Regions from separate parts of the Arachis hypogaea genome. Here region 1 is linked to region 2. Evidence: chromatin contacts called from public Hi-C data. All regions are on one chromosome and are shown on one strand. The core of a region is the stretch at or near the end of the contact, and the rest is flanking DNA. Distances in the headings are between cores, read along the strand shown.

The links. A called contact is a pair of places that touch in the nucleus more often than the background predicts.
Region 1: a Hi-C map of leaf shows a contact between it and region 2, with 7 times the contacts expected there. The contact joins the enhancer-like site here to the promoter of LOC112720018 in region 2. A contact is called at or near these places in 4 of 8 Hi-C or Micro-C datasets (leaf and an unstated tissue).

The regions. Positions count from the first base shown.
Region 1 is chr11:5,582,109-5,588,350 of arahy.Tifrunner.gnm2.J5K5, forward strand. No RefSeq gene overlaps it. Among protein-coding and RNA genes, the nearest start is that of LOC112720020, 4.7 kb to the right of the region's middle. Within about 2 kb of position 2,318, at least 3 of the 3 cell types and tissues checked have open chromatin away from gene starts, as enhancers often do.
Region 2 is chr11:5,465,723-5,472,603 of arahy.Tifrunner.gnm2.J5K5, forward strand. It overlaps LOC112720018 (pentatricopeptide repeat-containing protein At4g20740), which reads left to right and starts at 3,690. Exons shown (of 4, transcript XM_025770811.3): 1 at 3,690-3,825; 2 at 5,244-6,881. The coding sequence starts at 5,380. It also overlaps the pseudogene LOC112720867.

The DNA.
Region 1 (6,242 bases), core at 1,068-3,567, 120 kb after region 2:
AAAAGAATGAAAGTGTTGTGAAAGGGGCGCGTGTTTTTTCTTGGATTTGGAACAACTTGTATAGCTTGTAAGCCAAAAAGGCTTATATTTGTAGCAGACCTCTAATTTCTTTTTTATGTTTTTTTTTTTGTTTAATTATTGTAGTGAGTTATAATACATTGACAGAAATTATCACAACAAAATCCTAGTTATTACGGTGAAAATGACTAAGCTAAGGCATTCTAATAAAGATTTTTTTTTTAAGTATTGATTTTTCAAGACTTAAAAATTAATATTTTTTGAGAGCCGACATTTTGATGACTCCATTCTATAATACTTCACTCGATCTTTTACCAACCATAATATTTTATTGGTTAAGACTTATTATAGGTAATTTTTTTTGTTTGGCCAACTCTCAACGAGTATTAATATATATAATAATATATAATGAACTACAAAATCTTACGATGAAAAATCATTACCATAAAAATGAACTATTATAATAATATATAGATCAAATGAAGAGTTCAAAATTTTGTAAAACACTGCTTTTTTTTTTTTTTTAAATATTGATCTCCTCGATATATTAGAATTCCTTTTCACGCATCGACTTCTTAAAATTCATAACATAGATGTATGTTAAGCAAGTATAAAGTCGATAGTGTCCTTTGGATTCAAAGTTTCTTAGGTAGCGTTTATTTTGAGGTACTGAGATAGAGACTAAAAGACTGAGACTTAGTATTATGTTTGTTGATTCAGAGACTGGTATTAAAATTTTTGTCTCTGTCTAGTATTTTTAAAAAGTAGAGACACAGGAGACTAAAATTTTTAGAGAGAGACTGAAACTTTAATGACATTTTATACCTAAAATACATTCATTTTAATTAATTAATTTCAATTTTATTCTTTGTACAAATTAAATTAGAATTTCATTCTTGTTTCAAGTTCTGTCCGTCACTTTGCACCAAACAGAATATTAAAATTTATTTCAATCTCTGTCTCTTAATCTCTATCTCTCAATCTTAGTCTTTCTGTCTCTGTCTCTGTCTCTGTCTCTCCACCATACACTACCTTATGGTAAGATAGTATGTAGATAATAGGTTATTGCTCTTTTTGGTTTATTTTGTAGGGGTACACATTTAATGGCTTATTTTCAAGTAATATCATGAATAATGTCACCTACTTTTGTAATTATTTAGCCTAATTTGTCCGAAAAATAATGTTAGTGCATTTTGCTTTTAATTCCTTTTTGTTGGTTGCTTTTACTTGTTTTAATAGAAAATTATTGGGATCCAAAAGTTAAAAAAGAACGACACAAAATATTAAAATTATACACCGAAAGTGTAAAATAATTTTACTTAAACATTAATTCAACTGTATATTGTTAATTTTTTATACGGCCAAAAAAAAATTAAAATTTTTAAATTCACTGTTTAATAAGTTAATTAAATATATAAATTTAATTCGATGATTCTGTAAAATTAAAGTATATCAAATTTTCTCACAATCCCTCAGACAATCAACCACGCGGTTTTCTGGTTATTATGACATCTAGGACATGTATCCAAACAGTCAACCTGCGCTTATTATTTTTTATGTGTGAGAGAGGGAAGTGTATAACAAGAAGCTGTGAGCATATGTATGTTTTACATTGGTATGGGATGTACAAATCTGATGCACCGATTTGTTTGTTTTATTTTTTTTTTAAACAAACAATCACAAATCGGACGGTTCGATTTGTGATTTCGAAAATAAAAAAATTTTTAATGTTGAAATCGGACCGTCCGATTTTTATTTTAAAAAATAAAAAAAAAAATAAAAAATACAAAACGGACCATCCGATTTGTAGTTTATTTTTTTTTCCAAACAAATCGGACCCTCCGATTTGTAGTTTATTTTTTTCTTCAAACAAATCGGACCGTCCGATTTGAATAAAACACCATATAAAAAAAAACACCTAATCTTTCAATAATAATGTATTACACATATATTTAATCAATATAAAAAAAAATTAGCCCCAGAAGTGAGTATAAAGAGAATAATCTAAAAAATCTGTAAAAATATTTTTTGGAATATAAAAAAAATAATGCTACACGTAATCTCCTTCCTAAAGTATTTTCTTCTTTTTCCCTTCAAGATATATTGTTCCTCTTGTTATTTATTTATTTATTTGTACTAAGTTCTCTTGTTAATTTTATTTATTTATTTATTTATTTGGTCATTAAATAAATAATTTTATTTATTTAATGTGAGATCAGAACAGCAAACACTTGAAAGGGACAATGGGCCATGAGTTTAGAACAGGCCCAACAAAACAGATCATTATGTAAACATATATTCTTTTAAAACAGATCTTGGGGCGGATGTGGGTTGGGCTTTGGGTGTCCTAAGGTGGGTTTAAGTTTAGTTCTGGCCCCATCCGTAACTAGCAGGCCATGACAAAAAAATTGATCATTATGTAAGCTGGTAGAGATACTTTCATATGAGTTTAAGTGTCCAAAAATATTGTTTAAGCACTATTGAAGTTATTTTTTGTTATGATCAGATAGATTAGACAACTTTCAATCCTAGATATCACATAACACATTCACATACTCCTCACACACTTACCACACATTGTAGCAACAGTTAGAAAATTTTTTCGATCGGTTACAATCAGTGAGATTTGAACCCGAGACCTCTAGATGGAGAGAAGAAGATTATATTATTTGAATTATAACTTATTGTCAGTACTATTGAAGTTGACCATAGTCACTTAGTCAATGACCAAAATAAAAAAAAAAAAACAAGTTGACCATAGTTCATGACAAAAAAAAATGTTCATAGTGATTCTCTTGAATTAGGCATAGTTCATGACAAAAAAGAAATTGAGTTTTATTTTTTATTTAATTAACAGTTAGTTAGTTAACAAAATATGGAGAATGATGAGTAAAAGTTAATTGTTTTAGTTGTTATTGTAGGGAGAGAAAGATTAAATTTTTAAAAAAATTTGATCGTTGTAAAAGTTGAATGTTGGTTGAAAAAAATTTATTTCTAATCTTTTTCTCATTTTATTTATGTGTATTATAGTATTTTTTATTTTAAAAAACAAATTTATTAAATATTATTGGTGTAACTTGCATTTATTATTTAAAGCCATTTTATTTTGTTGTACCAAATATATGTAACTATTATGGATTTTAAAAAATCATCTTTAAAAGGCTAATAAAGATAAACAACCTTTAAATGATTAAAGCAATTTCTAAGGAATTTAGGCTATTGATATGGCCATCGGGTAATGCTTGTTCAATTGTACTATATATTTCAAAGATACATTACTAACTTGTTTTAAGGTAGAGTTTTATTGAGTAGTATGTTTAATATATTTGTTGACACTCTTTTGATTGAAAGTAAATATCTTTAATAATATATTAAAAAATTTAAAATGTTCATTCCTATATCTTTAAAAGGGTATTTTAAGGACTTTTTTTTTTTTTTTTTGAGATCATTCCTACAAATTTCTGTGTATAGTCTCACCCAAGAAAAAGAAATCCTTGTAGCTAATCGTCTAGACTTAGTTCAGGGTATTTATTAGTTTTTAATTATCATTTAATTGTAGGCCAATTTATGTAGAATGTATTGAATTTAGGGATGAGTAGGCAATATTTATTTTTGCTCTTTGTTATCCACATCTGAATTCTAGTCTATATCCAAATACAAGAGTAGATCTTTAGTTTTATTGCTATATCCTTCAATCGGTCATGAATGAGATAAACAAGTTTTTATACGTGTTTGGTTATTATTGTTGAATAATGGTGTAAATATTTTTGTCTAATATTTCTAAAAATAAAAAAAAAATCATTTTTAGATGTAGAAAATATTAGCTAAAATAGTTGCTAAATATTATTTTATGTTTAAAACTTGTATATAAAATTATTAATTAAGAAATTGAAGTACTTATTGCGACACTATGACACATGCGAGTACAAATGAATTAAAGAAAATAATGTAGAAAACAATTTTCGTGGCCAATGAGTTATAACTCAAATGGCATATTCTCCACATACTCACCTAAAAGGTCGCGGGTTCGAGTCTTTCTATTTTCGATAAAAAAAAAATATTCTTATGTGGCAGTGTTTTTCTCCTGCTTTATTAGTGGAAAGGAAGTAGAATAGTCCATGGACTTTAATGTTTTATTTTTCTTTGGACAAGGTGGTGGACTTTAATTTTTTAGTTGTGTGTTAGATAATAGTAATGGGACAAAAAAAATAAAAATATTATTTGTTCATGTTACAAGAGTCTAGGTCTACATTAAATTAATACCAAAAAGTAGCCGTTAAAGACTTTTCTCTCCATACATTTGCTGAAAAACCACCCACCCAGGCCATATGACCATTACAGGGAGGCCGGAGACTGCTCCAGGCAACTACCATGCCACTGATCAAGAACAAGAACCTCCAAGATGCAGTACGAAAAAAGTAAAAAAAGGGCGAAGAAGGCTTTTCTGAAACATCCTCTCTGATGCCTAGAGTTGAAGAGTGGATGTAGGAAGAGACAGGCAACGCCGCCATCTCTTATGCAAACATGGTAAGGGGCGGCAGCAGAGAAAGGGCAATGGAACCTCAAAAATCGGAAGAAGACTGTATGAGCGAAGACAAAGAAATTCCAGAATCTAAAAATAAGGAAACAAATGGACTACAAGAAAATTAACAAAAATCAGACATAGTGGTGGAAGATCTTGGAGAAGGTCTATACAACATAGACATTAATGAAAGAGACAAAAAAGACATATAAAAACTATGGTGGAACTCCCTGATAGTGAAGCTAATAGGAAGAAAAGTTGGTTATGTGGTCATGAAAAGAATACTTGAGGCAATGTGGGGAAGAGTTGGAGGTATTGATGTCATAGACCTTGGCAACAATTTTTATCTCGTTAAAACCACACTGAAGATGATCTTAATCATGCCCTCTTAGACGGTCCTTGGAAGGTATATGACTACTACCTTGCTATCCGCCTACGGGAACCTAACTTTAAACCCTTTGTCACCACCACAGACAAGATCACTGCTTGGATCAGACTGCCCGGATTACCTATTGAACTATACAACAAAAAAATTATGAGAAAGATAGGCGATCTAATTGGAAGGATCTGCAAAATAGATTATAACAACCCAACTGTGCAGGGATAAATTTGCTAGACTATGCGTCGAGGTGGACTTGACAAAATCGCTTCTAGGAAGATATAAAGTGAACGGTACTCTATATAAAGTCGAATATGAGAAAATTCATCAGATCTGTTTTACCTGCGACAAGGTTAATCATGAGTAGAAACACTACGCCATTTAGAGAGAAATGAGGGAGAACAATACTATGGAACAACCACAAGAACCTACTCATGGAGACAAGGAAAAAGGACAACCCCAATATGGAAGTGAATTGAAAAATACATATGTACTCCTAAGCATGGAGGGGAGTTTGGGCATGAGAAACTTGAGTACTACTATGAATGATACTTTTTTACTAAAGATTATTTGGAACATTCGTGAAAATCCTAACTCGCTATGGACAGAAGTCATCATCAACAAATATTGCACCAATAACAGAAACTTTAATCAGCCTATAGTTAGGAACACTGACTCACCTCTCTAGAAGGAGCTGGTGAAACTCTGGCCAACCTTTAAATATTTCACTATCTACTAAATTGGAGATGGGTTGTCAACTAATTTCTAAAAAAATTCTTGGGTAGAAGTGATGCGTGAGCATCTTGTATCTTTTTTTCCCTTTAATTTCTAGTTGTTTTTAGATATAAATGATTAAATTTTATATTATTTTAGTGCAAAAATCCTCTTTGGATGCTACTTTGAGTTGTTTTAGTATTTTTATGATTTTAGGTAAAATTCGGAGTAATTTGGCAAAGTTTTGAGCAAAAACAGAAAAGTTAACAGCTTGGCGTTTAGCGCCAGCAACACGCCACAACCAGAATGGCTCTACCCCCTTATGAGCGCTAAACGCCCAACTAGCATTTAGCACCAGCAAGCTTGATCCGAATTGAAGGCCCACTCTTGGAGCATCTCTAATTGAACTTAGCTTAGTTATCTTTTATTTTATATTTGTAATTTTTATTTAAAAATAATATCTTTTAGTTTTAGAATTGAATATTTTATTTTATTTTCAAATCAAATTAGGTTAGACATAAAAGGAAAAAAGATTATCCCTTTAGGGGATTCAAACCCTTTTAGTTTTTGAGATACTTTTCATAACCCTAGTTTTTTTTTTTTTTTTAC
Region 2 (6,881 bases), core at 2,440-4,939:
CAATTTCTGAAGTAAAAATATCTGATTTTGAATTTTGGCATTCTTATCTGCTTAGTCATTTAGATTGTTCATTTTATTAAAAATTTAAAACTTGAAATGGAGCTTTTCAGGCCCTTTTTTTAATGTTTTCATTGTTCTTAAAGACTTCAACTTAAAGCTTACATTTAGAAATTGCCATTGGAACATGAGGCATCTTTGATGATGCGGAGGTGATTTGTTACGTAAAGGATTACCTTGACAATTTAGGTTGTGAAAATTCAAGCAAAATCATTTTTACTGTTTATTTTCTTTCAGGAGTGCGATAGAGATGCTAGAAGCAGAAGTTAGAGAATCTGTATTCAATTGGAAGAGAAATCATCCTCTAAACAAAATATGGCTACAGTTTCTGATCCCATGAAGAAACAAGAATTTGATATTGTAAGTGATAGAAAAAATTGGTTTCAATTTACAGTTATGACAATTGAGGATTATAAAATAGGTTTATACTAAAGACAATGTGAAAGCACTTTAGGGAAGTAATAGATGGAATGAGTGCAAGTTTCGTATATCATCAATCTTTATAATACAATGTATTAATTTGATTATATTAGGACTTAAATGATGTGCAAAATTGCTATACATTAGATTTATTTATAAGGAATTTTATTTAATTTAATTTTATTCAATCTTACTAGAATTGTTAATACAAAGGCCTAAGATCCATTGATCATATGGCTCGTGCTTTGTCAAACACATATAGATCACCAGTGGTGGATTCTATACAATCTTTGCCACATCATCAACAGGTAGCCTTAACCTGAATATGCTCGTGAATTGTTGAGTTAACAGTTAACACAATTACTGAAATGGAACACCTCTTGTTAAGTATATAAGCTAGGCTAAGTGATCTCTACTTTCAATGTAACTATTTTTTAAGAGTACTATCAAGTGAGCGGGGAAAATGAAAGAAATGTTTATTTGGACACTTAATTATAATGGATTCACAAAATTCTGTAATATAGTCTCTACTATAAAGTTAATTGCGGTGTAAACTAGAATTGGACAGGGATTTACAGAAAATTCGCATTGACTACATTTGAGCTGTCATAGAAAGTTGAAAGTCATTGAAGGGTGGGTAAAGAAACACACCTGTAGCAATTTCATATATTAAGAGGGTAGGTGGTCGTTGAAGATTTATTTAACAAGGATCATTAGGTATTGAACATGTAATCAAGTTTTTTGTTCTTTTTTTACAGAGTAGTAACCAATCCTAATTGCACAAGCATTCTTTTAATACCAAATAAGCTACTGTTTATAACCTTTGACCCCTGAATTTGTACCTTTTGCAGATTATACTTTGCTCATCCATGAAACATTTCTGTGGATCTAAGAAAGATACAATCCTTGGAGAGGTGCTCTTTACAGCTTTTGAATTTGCAAAAATTAAATGATTCCTCTTTTTTTTTTAAATATATATTGATTCTTAAGGTTCTAATAATCTTGCAGCTATATAAATCTTACTCTGAGTTATGCAAATCATCACTGATTCTCCCAGCAGGAATCTTGGAATTCTCAAACATGTGCAGAGTGCTTAATGACCAGGTATCTGAAACAAAGCAGTACAGAAGTTGATTATGGATTTCTAGATGTAGCTTTCTGCCGTTGATTATGAATATTCCGATGAAGCAAAGTGGCAATAAGTAAAATGATGAAACATATTATTACTGCAGGGCCTCATTAAACTAGTTGATTATGGATTTCTAGATGTAGCTTGCTGCCGTTGAGTATGAATATTCCAATGAAGCAAAGTGGCAATAAGTAAAATGATGAAACATATTATAACTGCAGGGGCTCATTAAACTAGGACCATCACGAGAGGATAAATTGAAAAGGGTAACACTAAAAGTTGACAAGGCCGATATTACTTTTGCATTGCAGGTAGTGGTTTTGGCCTTTAGGACCTTGTATAATTTGTTTACATTTTCTTTCTGAATTTGCAGTAACATTTCTGTGTTATTTAAATTTCATGACACAGGGAATCCGATTTTTTAGAAATTTCTTCAATGATCCACTCATGATTGGTGATTTTGGTTTAGCTTGATGTGAGACAGTAGATTAATTAGTTTTATGTTCTCCACTCCATAGATAAAGGTTGGAAGCCCTTATTTTTACATGCCTTTAATTTTTCTTAAATGCAACTCATGCCCGTACTTTTTGGTTCCTTGTTCTCTTGCAGGTTATTTCATTATATATGAAATTGCTTGGGAATTGGGAAGAATTTTCAGCTGACAAGCAACAGCTGTGATAAGATATTCAGATTATTTGTTTTCCTAGAGAGCAATGCAAGCAAAGAAAGAAAACATGATTTTATCTCTGGTTTTATTCTAAATTTTGGAAGCTTAGTTACGACAGTAAACTTATTCTTTTCTCATCAACAATAAAAGCTAAATCGCCTTGCTTGTTTTTTTTTTTTTTTTTTGGGGGGGGGGGGGGGGTACATAGGTCAGAATTTATCACCTCATTAAATGATTCTTTTCTCAAGTTGAAATTTGTCAATGAAGGTTTTGTAATATCTGTGATTGTTATCCTGAGATATTCGAAAAGGTAATTACCATTGTCTATGTTTTGCATTCTCTTGTAAGCCTTCACAATTTAAATCACAAGTACCTAATTCAATTCATCTGACAAAAAATTAGGCTCATTTTTTATTATCAAATCATGAGTTCATTCCATAGTTGTCAAAATCATATCGATTCGTCCAGTCAAACTGAAAAACTGGCGAATTTGTCACAACGTTGGTTCGGGTGAGCTATTTGACCGCACATGAAAATGAACCGGTGAGACTCAGTTCGAACTGGCTGGTCTTAACCAAAAAAGGTGAATCGACGAGTTTTAAAAAACCCGAATCGATCGATTCAGAGCTCATTTTTTTGCCCCCTAACATAAAACATCGTTTCTCTCTTAAAAAAAGGAAACTCTAAAACGGCTAACGAAGCCCCGATCCCACCTGAGAGTTTAAGACCTAGTCCTCTCAATCTCACACAGCGACTTAGAGAGGCTCACACCACCGGCCGATTGCTGCAATGTTGTCGGGTACTGTCTCGTCCCGTCGGCCCCTGTACATCTCCTTCATTGACTCGTCGCCTGCTGTGCGTCTCTTCGTCGCCATGCTTGGTTTCCGATCTCCCTCTTCTCTACCCACTGCTGAGTGCAAATTGCATCAGGTATGTTTAATTTTTTTTTGTAAGTTATTCAGTATTTTAGTTAGTGAGTTATAAGTATGGTAGTTATTGAGTTATAAGTATGGTTCTGAAGACCGGATATGACCGGCTGGTCGGGCCAGTTTGACCGTGAACCAATGGCATTATCGGCTCGATCCTCTAAAAAAACCGCCAATGAGAAACTGTGCAAAAACCGTTGAATTGGTCGGTTCTCGGTCGGTGAACTGAACCGGAACCTGGCCGGTTTATCTAAAATGATGCCGTTTTGACTTTTGATATTTAATTTAAAAAAGGAAAAGGGTTCTGCCGTTCTGAAAGACTGAAACCCAGTCTCTCCCCTCTCCCTCACGCAGCTCTTCCAAGTTCCAAAGGTCTTCGATCGCACAACCCTTCCTTGATAACCTTAGCCTCATCGCGCCGCCCTCCTGTCTCACCGTGGTCGTTCGCTAATCCTCTTGGTTCGTCGTTCTCGAAGACCCTCCCTTAGTTCGCCAACGCGAGCATCTCCAGGTCCTGCTCCGCAGTTCTTGCCCGTCGTCCATCCGTCGTGTGCGTCGTCAGTGTTCGTCGCCAGCTCGCCGTCGTCCGTCACCAGCTCGCCAGTGTTTGTCGCCAGCTTCCCGTCGTCCGTCGCTCTCCCTCAAGCCTCTGCTCACTGTTACTGTCTTAATGCTTGATGATAATTTGATAACTCTGTTACTGATTCACTGCTCAATCTTGATTTTTTTTTCCTTTGTTGTTAAATTTTATTGATGATCAATTTTGTGCTCGTTCAGACATTCTGTGCTTTTTTCTGTTCTTAATCATTGTGCTAAGTTTGTTAAAATTGGGAAACTTTGTTAATTTTTGTACTTGACTTGTTAAAAACTTAAAATTATGTTAAAAACTTTATTAATCTTTGTTAAATCTTGTCAATTTTTGTTAAAGTTGTTCATTGTTGTGCTAACGTAAATTGGTCAGTTTTGAAGTTAATTCAATAAAGAAAAGCATAAATTGAATTAGTTAGTTAATTCAATGAATTTTTCTTTCAGTTATGGATGATAGGGTCAACCAAAAAATATTCATTTGTGTATCTTTTGATTCTTCTGTGTAACATGGTGGAAATAAAGGTGAAGATGATCTTAATGCAGTGAATCTGCAGTAAATTTTTGCGAATTTTGATGATTGATGAGAAATTTTTATGTTGACATTTTATATTTGGATATTCCCTTATGTTATTTGATTTTTGAGTTTGTATTTTAAATTTTTAATAGCATCATAAGACTTTAGTTGTTATAATACTTTAAATTTAAATGATATTTTAAAGTTTATACTAGATTATAATTATGTTTTAGTGTATTTATTTATATTTTATTTATAAAATTTTATTATAAAATGGTTATTTCGGTAGAACTTTAGTTATAAGTTGATTAACTGAGTAATTGGTTATAAGTTGATTAACTGAGTAATTGATTAATGATGTTGATTAACTAAATCGGTTGATTCTTGATTGTTGTTGATTATATTTGATTGATTATAACTTGTTGATTCTTAGGTAGATTATTCAATTTTTTGTTTTAGAGTGTAATATATTGTTCTATATTATTGCTGTTGTATATATATTGTTTTAGGATGGCTTTATCAAATACACCATCAGAATTTGAGACTTAATTTTTTTTAAATGCTAATAAAAATGTATATTTTAAATTTTAATTTTAAATTTTTTATTATTTTATATTTTTTATTTATGTGGAACTGGATTAACTAATTAAATCAATGACTCACTGGTCAGTAATTCAATGACCCAATAGCTTGATTGGTTCTATCACCTCTTCGGCTCTAACAACTATGGTTCATTCAGTTAACTCTCACTAGGATGTTTGTGCTGTGTTGTGTCATCTCAAAACCCATTTCCAATAAGAAGTAAAAATATACTGCCATAGCCCATAGGCCTATACTCCTATATCTACTGTATAAATCTCCTATATCGAGAAATTTGCTGCACAACAAGATAAAAACTGAAATCAAACTTCAAAAATTAATGTCAAGAATATTAATTTGCAGGCACACATAAATTTCGTAAAACTGACGCAGTTTTTTTCTCTGCTCCATCTTCGCTCTCACACAGTCACACTCCTCTTCCTTTCACTGCCGGCCCCGGAGTCACAACCACCACCACGGCACGCAGTCCAATTAAGAAATGCCCCCGCCAGCATCACCACCCCCCAAAGCAAACAAGCCATACTTCTTCTACGGCCACCGCACGCCCTCCCAGAACCGCCCAACCGTCCGCGGCGGTCTCTTCTCGAACCGCCAAACCCTCAAACCCCAGAAACCCCCCTCGAAACCCTCCATTCCCTTCGACATTCACAAGTGGGACCCTCATTTCCTCCCCCAAAACCCCTCACCACCTCCTTCCCCGTCTCCTTCATTCTCATTCTCCTCCTCCCCTCGCCTCTCTCCCATCGCCCGATTCATCATCGACGCATTCCGCAAGAACCGCCACACCTGGGGCCCCTCCGTGGTTTCCGAGCTCAACAAACTCCGTAGGGTCCCACCCACCCTCGTTGCTGAGGTTCTCAAGCTCCAAACAAACCCTACCCTCGCCTCCAAATTCTTCCATTGGGCTGGTAAGCAGAAAGGCTTCCACCATAATTTTGCATCCTATAATGCTTTTGCTTATTGCTTGAACCGTAGCAATCGGTTCCGGGCAGCTGACCAGCTGCCCGAACTTATGGACTCGCAGGGGAAACCCCCCAGTGAGAAGCAGTTTGAGATTTTGATTAGAATGCATTCTGATGCCAATAGGGGACTTAGGGTTTACTATGTGTATGAGAAGATGAAGAAGTTTGGCGTTAAGCCTAGGGTATTTTTGTATAATAGGGTTATGGATGCGTTGGTAAAGACGGATCATTTGGATCTTGCGCTCTCGGTTTATGACGATTTTAGGGAGGATGGATTGGTGGAAGAGGCTGTTACTTTCATGATTTTGATTAAGGGGCTGTGTAAGGCCGGGCGAATCGACGAAATGCTGGAGGTTTTGGAGAGAATGAGAGTGAATTTGTGCAAGCCGGACGTGTTTGCTTATACCGCTTTGGTTCGGATGCTGGTTCCGGAGGGAAATTTGGATGGTTGTTTGAGGGTTTGGGAAGAAATGAAGAAGGATAAGGTTCAGGCTGATGTGATGGCTTATGCTACTATAATTATAGGGTTGTCGAAAGGAGGGAGGGTTGAAGAGGGTTATGAGTTCTTCAAGGAGATGAAGAGTAAGGGTCATTTGATAGATAGAGCTATATATGGGTCACTTATAGAGTCGTTTGTGGCGGAAAAGAAGATTGGTGTGGCTTTCGATTTGTTGAAGGATTTGGTTAACTCAGGATATAGGGCGGATTTAGAAATTTATAATTCCCTTATTGAAGGCTTGTGCAATGTGAATAAGATTGAGAAGGCTTACAAGCTTTTCCAAGTTACTATTAAGGAGGGCCTTGAGCCAAATTTTTTATCAGTGAAACCATTGTTGCTGTGTTATGCTAAAGCAAAAAAAATGGAAGAACTCTTCAAGCTTCTCAAGCAGATGGAGAAGTTAGGTTTTCCAGTTATTGATGATCTTGCCAAATTCTTATCCCTTCTGGTGAAGGAGGGACCATTAGTAGCATTAGAGGCTTTTACACACTTGAAGGCAAAAGGTTATATTAGTGTCGA